Regions from separate parts of the Sus scrofa genome. Here region 2 is linked to region 1. A link is a contact called in public Hi-C data. All regions are on one chromosome and are shown on one strand. Each heading gives the region's core, a stretch centred on a gene start, on an enhancer-like site or on the middle of the called end of the contact. The rest is flanking DNA. Distances are from core to core; before and after follow the strand shown. Region 1 has its middle 280 kb from the start of AGTR1. Region 2 overlaps AGTR1 (type-1 angiotensin II receptor).

What was found. Hi-C and Micro-C count contacts between places; a contact is called where the count stands out from the background.
Region 2: a contact with region 1 is called in a Hi-C map of liver, with 2.1 times the contacts expected there. The contact joins two enhancer-like sites. A contact is called at or near these places in 13 of 47 Hi-C or Micro-C datasets (embryonic fibroblasts, fetal heart ventricle, fetal skeletal muscle and 5 more).

What each region holds. Positions count from the first base shown.
Region 1 is chr13:88,649,514-88,652,679 of Sscrofa11.1, forward strand. No RefSeq gene overlaps it. Among named protein-coding and RNA genes, the nearest start is that of AGTR1, 280 kb to the right of the region's middle. Within about 2 kb of position 1,853, at least 1 of the 83 cell types and tissues checked has an H3K27ac peak or open chromatin away from gene starts, as enhancers often do. A contact at or near this core is called in liver, where this site is marked.
Region 2 is chr13:88,963,168-88,966,485 of Sscrofa11.1, forward strand. The region is part of intron 2 of AGTR1 (type-1 angiotensin II receptor); the gene reads left to right. Among named protein-coding and RNA genes, the nearest start is that of AGTR1, 30 kb to the left of the region's middle. Within about 2 kb of position 1,539, at least 5 of the 83 cell types and tissues checked have an H3K27ac peak or open chromatin away from gene starts, as enhancers often do. A contact at or near this core is called in liver, where this site is marked.

The DNA.
Region 1 (3,166 bases), core at 603-3,102:
CAGGATTGTTGGAAGAATTAATAGCCAATATATATCTTTAACCATTAAAGTTAACTCCTTCCTTGTCGCAAAGCTGCAAATCTTAAGGATATGAATAGATGTTATTATTTTTGTATCTGCCCTCATACCTGGCAGATTGTCTGATGTATAATATAGACTTAATAAATATTTGCTGAATAAATGCAAACATTTGGGAGTTGAATGAAAATATTAAAATAGGCTCATACACTTGCAGGGTTCCATGCAAAAAAAAAAAATCAAAAACAAAAAGAAAAACAAAATTCTTTTCAGGATGCCATATTATCCTAAGTACTTGGTCAGGATGCAAAGAGAGAAAGAATTAATGAGAAAAGAGGTTCTACTATAACTTTACTTTGGACGTTTGGACAAGCTAATACTGAATTTCAAGCCTACTCATATAAATTTCAAATCTACTTAAATAGATGTGCAAAAACTCTATGCTATTCTAATGAAACAAATAAACAAATAAATAAACAACTTTCAGAATTCATCCAGGATGAAGAAAACAAAATAATTCTTTAAATTATATCAGAATGAAGGACAGAAGGTAAATATAGGCAGTAAACTAAACTATCTTAATTATTTAGATTATAAAAAGTTATCACATGGAGGAGTTATTGAGTTCTCAAGCGTTACTTGAGAAGGGACATATAAGAGAAGATTAAAATTTCCCTGTACTAAAAAGTATAAATCATTTAATACATCATGTTCAAATACTTTAACATTGATTCATTCAATGGAGATTTTTTCTGTTAAGGCATTTTTTATAGACCAATCCATCCAGACAGCAGGCACTAGTCACATATGATTCTTTAAATTTAAGTTTACATTAAATAAAATTCAATACAATTTAAATTTAGTTTCCTAGTCATATAAGCCATATTTCAATTTCCTGAGAGCCATGTGTGGTTACTGGTTACCATACTGGACAGTGAGAAAACATTTCTACCACTGCAGAAAGTTCTGGAGCATAAGTGCTCTTCTAGACCATCCAGAGATGTCAAAAGAGGTAAGACCAGGTCCTCGTAGCCAAAGAACTGAAGACAGGAGGAGATGAGACATGAACAAAAACCATTTTAATACAAAACAGCTTTAATTTTACAAAACTAAGTGCCCTAAGAATACTGAGGATGGAGTAACCACAGAAGAATTTATGTTAAGATTTGAGCTTAATTTTAAAGACTGAGAAAGATTACATTTTTTTTTAGTTGCAGAATGTTACATTTCTCATTTTATATAAAGTATAAAATTTTTGCCCAATGATACTATGAAAATGAAGGTGTGCAATTTTGTTTGACTAAATTTCTTCTTACTCATAAACACTCTTATGGTTTTGCCAGAAGCATTTAAGGTGAATTTATTTTCAACTTAAGATAGTTGATTCGGTGGTTTCTAAATAAACTATTTGTTGAATTTTTGGGAAATAATGCACTTCTAAATTATTTCAAACTCAAAATTGCTTTGTTGATATTCAACCTAGTTCAAGTTAAAAAAATAAAAGAGTGTAATTTGTGAAAGACAAACTCAATTTAGGATCAGAGCTATAGATTCAGCTTACAAAATTATTTCCTGAGACAAAGCATTTATACCAAAAGTTACAAAAAATATTTTGTGTTTGTTCAGACTAGCCATCTTTTTATATTGTTTTCTTTCCTTATCTTTCTTAGAACATAAGCACAGCTAATACATAAGGCTAAGTGTTTAAAATGACTGAGAAGCTGTTACACTTGCCTGTTTTACTCAGCACTACTGACAAGCTATCATTTACTACCATGGCAAGGGCCTCCTAAGGTGTCCTAGGAAGGTGTAATAACTTACCAACACAAGGTGGTGCTCTGTTCTTATGAAACAGCCTGCTTTGATTTGGCACTAGGAAGCAAAGGTCAAACAACCCTATTGCCTGACCAGTTTTTTGGAGGGTTTTAGAAACTGTTAATGTTTAATTCTTACTTGAAAACTGCATTGCAGCTACTTAAAAATTATTCTTAGAAAGCTATCCTCATCATAATTCCAACTACTCCAGGAAGATCCAATTTATCTCATTGTACTCAACAGTTCTCATTTTGATGACAGTAGGTGTTGGATCTCTCTGATTGCGTCTTTTCATTTTCTCTGTTTTTGGTCCTGTTGATAAAATATTTCTTATGCTTTTCTTTGGGTTGTCCCGTGACTACTGTTTCTGTGAAATGATCAGACATTTTTTTCCAAATGAAGTCTTTCAGTTGGCTTCCAGTTGGTAAGAATGACTCTCCTAGTAATCACTAAATATTTATTTATTTATTTTGCTTCTTACATAAGAATGAACATACGTAAAAGCCATATGATTATATATTTATATATTTGCCCAATGATAAATCTCTCTTGACTTTTCTCTAGGGAAACCCTGACAGCATAATTTGAAAATGTGACTTATACACATTTAGAGTTAACCACATTTAAAAATAATCCTCCTTGTTTCTAGAGAGGGAGCAGGCCATTTAAGAAATTTTTCTACTGAAGAATAATTAGATACGGATTAAAATCTCAGTGTTTCTCTTTACTGCTTCCATAGTTACTGGACTGTGAGATAAGTTTAGGATACAGATACATATCCCAGAAAGAACTAAAGGAATGATTATAACATTGCATAATTTCACATATGCCACATCTGCTACTAAAATGGAATCTGCAACCCTATCCCACCAGGTGTGTGTGTATACACACACACACACACACACACACACATTATTTGTCAAGGAAATTTTCCATAACTGCTTTAAATTTCTAGGATTTGATCTCAATTCATATACTTCATTCTGAATCTTATGAAAACACTTATCTTGTTTACAACTGGTTGATATTTTTCTCAGAAAATCACACTAGGAGAAGTTGCATTTGTCTCAAATGTTTTAAAATTGCAACATAAGTGCATTCAAGAAAACAGATGAGAAAAAGTTCTGTTTGTTCAGAATTGTGTTATATGATCATATCGCTAATGAAAGTTTACTGACGCCATGCCAATGTCAGAAGATCAGCTCTTCAAAGAACATACTGTCTGATTACTATAACATTTCTATATTTGGATTAATTGAAAACGGAAATGTGGATAGCATCAGCATTGAAATTAAATGAGCCCCCTAATGGTGAAGCTAATTACTGAATTCAT
Region 2 (3,318 bases), core at 289-2,788, 310 kb after region 1:
ACTTCAAATACACTTTAAAGCTAAACAGATTTGTGTTGAACTGAGTTGTAGATTTTGAACTTTACTTGAAAACAAACATATCATAAACAGAAAACCATTCCAAATGAATAGAGTGCTCTGCTGGAGTAGGCGTGGAGTGAGGGAGACTCAATAACTATTAACAAAGGCTCCTTTTCCCAATGTAATTTGTCAAGAGTTCAAGAGTTACAAAATGTACTAAATCTTAAGCAAATTAAGTTCATGATATTACTAAGGATTTTAAAGTAGTGCAATGAGTTATCAAGTTATAGTGGCTGTACTATAAAGAACAAAGTACTGTATGAAATACCTGTATAAACAATTCAATATTTCTTTATGAAAAGCTGAGCATTATGTATTATAATAGTGGAATGTCTTTCATTAGGCATACTTTAAAAAGATTAATAAAAGTAAAATTTCCTAATATGTATACAACATGTGCCGTATTTGCAAACATGCCTGAGAATTTATTTAAAATGTTGTCTTGTATCAGTTTGCAAGAACTTCACAAACCTGCAAACAAAATGCATCTTTTAAAAAAGGTAACAATGGCGTCTCTAATATTGCAACAATTTTTTTAAAAAGTACAGCATCACTATTTGTTTGAAATATTTCTATGGACTATCTTTGACAAAGAGGTAGGATACTTTGGATTTTTATAATAAAATCTGATTTAAAAAATGGATTGTGACCATCTGCTAAAGCTGCCATTCTGGATAATGTTCTAAAACAAAACAACAAAAAAATTCACGCTTCTCAACACTTCCACCCTAAATTTGGATTTACCTGGATAGTTACTATGGATATGTATGTTACAACAGTGAATCTACATCATAGAAAGTCAAGTGCTGGAAAGTGGCTTTTTTCTTCTTTTTTTTTTTTTTGTCTTTTTGCCATTTCTTGGGCGGTGCCTGCAGCATATGGAGGTTCCCGGGCTAGGGGTCGAATCCGAGCTGTAGCTGCCAGCCTACGCCAGAGCCACAGCAACGCAGGATCCGAGCCGCGTCTGCAACCTACACCACAGCTCACGGCAACGCCGGAACCTTGACCCACTGAGCAAGGGCAGGGATCGAACCCGCAACCTCATGGTTCCTAGTCGGATTCCTTAACCACTGCGCCACGACGGGAACTCCCCTGGAAAGTGGCTTTTAACACTGTTTGGGGAAAAAAAGATTGTTCACATTGGTGGAGGAAAGCAGTCTGAACAAACATAGGCTAAAAGTAATACTTCATGGGGTTAAGGCCTAAACCATAGTCTCTCAGTGCAAACCTCTACTCAATTACATCAGACAGTTGAGCCATGAAAAACAAGACCACAGAAGATTTATTTTAAAAAGGCAGTGGCTCTTTCATGACAGTTTTTATGGTATATAATATATTCATAGTGAATGGGTATAATTTACTGTCTTTTGAGGAAATTAAACATAGAATCTTAACAATATTCTTACAAGGACAAGGTAGAAGCTTTAGTCTCATTCCCTTTTGTCAGAGCAAAGTTCAGTGAAGGTTTAATGATTTGCCTAAGGTCTCAATTTCTAGAGAGTCAAAGAAAAAAACCGCTAAGTCCTCCACCCCCCAGTTCCAGACTGGTATTTGTTCTCAGTCTTTTTTTCTCCTGCTAACTCCAGCAATCAACTGATTTCTACTCTTCAACTGCTTAAATTATGTTGCTTTTTACTCACTGCTCTTGGTTTTATATATTAAGATTCAGCATCAGCATTCACCATATCTTTTCCCTCCTAATTCTGATTGCTTATTTTTGTACTTTATGGGCTTTTTCTTTATTCCAGTTTTACCCCAATTATTCAGGAAAGGCTGCCTGGGTCTTTTGAAAGCTCTGATGTTCTCAATGAAAAGACCTTCTGAATGACCTTGTTTGTCTCCCATGGAGTTGCATATCACAACTTCAAATGCCCCACTAAAATGTTACCCATTTGGCATCAGTATACAGAAAAGGCTGCATTCTGTGATAAGAAGTACAGTGGTGTTTTCCTAGTGAGAGAATAGAGTTCTTAATGGAAAAAAAAGAGAAAGTGTAATTTCCTCAGATTTAGCTGGTATCTCAAACACAATGGTGCTTTTCTTCTGGAACTAGTCTGTAAGAAATTTGCAAGGAAAATACCCACAGGAACCAATAAACAATTAAAATATTTGGTCATAGATCTGTATTAATATTGGTCTTTTAGAAACTCTTTTTTCCAGAAATGTTCCTCTTCAAATACAAAGATAACTACTCACTGCCTTTATGGATCAGAAAAGCAGTTGGGTAGAGAAGGCAGAGAGACTCAGACTAAGTAGTTGAAACTGTTTGGTTGCCAAACTTGGAGAGATTATTATTTGTAACTAGGAATGTTTATCCTTACTTTCTCACTTTTCTCTACTTGGTTTGATTCTTGTGAGAGCCTTGATGGCAAGGTATATTTAATGTGTGGATCCACAAAGGAAAAAAAAGCCTAATGTGAATGCTAAGCTATTTACATTCAAATATAGTAAAATTGGTTCAGATACTAATAACTTAGATTGACAGAACAGTTGTCTATGGCAGTGAGACCACTAGAGGGCAGGGTGACTTCCAGACCTGGTGGCTACCTCCCTCCAGAGGCAACCCTGGGGTTACTTTAAGAGCTATCAAATTCCTTGAAGACCTTATAATGAGTCTAAGCTCAATTTCTCTCTTCCATTGTCCTTGTACAGAATCCTAGAGTTCTGGAAAATGCTTAGGATAATTTCTAGAATGGTTTGATACAATAGATGTTTAGTCAACTCACAATTTTAGAGCTCCTAAGTATTCAACATGACTTTGAACATTTGAAGACTACCTGACAGAATAGGGATCTATTTGATCTTTTGAGGGATCTGTAGTTTCCTGGAGAAGATATGAATATAATACATGAAACAAAAGCCACCAATAAAACATAGTGTATAGTTAATTTATTCGATGAACAATAAGAACTACAGGTTATCAAGAATTGAAAGGGGGAAAAAATCTGAATTAGAAATAACAGCAGCACTACTGACATCTTAGACTAGATAATTCTTTGCAGGGGGCCTTGTCCTGTGCCTTACAAGAAGATTAGCAGTATCTTTGGTCTCTACCCACTAAATGCTAGCAACACCCCTCCTCCCTCTCCCCTTGTTATGGGAAACAAAAATGTCTCTAGACATTGCCAAATGTTCCTGAAGAGCAAAATCACCCCTGCTTGGGAAGCAGTGAACCAGAGTATGAAGAGATGGCCTTACCCCAAAAAAATTTAAAAAACAACTTGCAACTTTATAATATCAAAAAAGGTAAGGACCTGC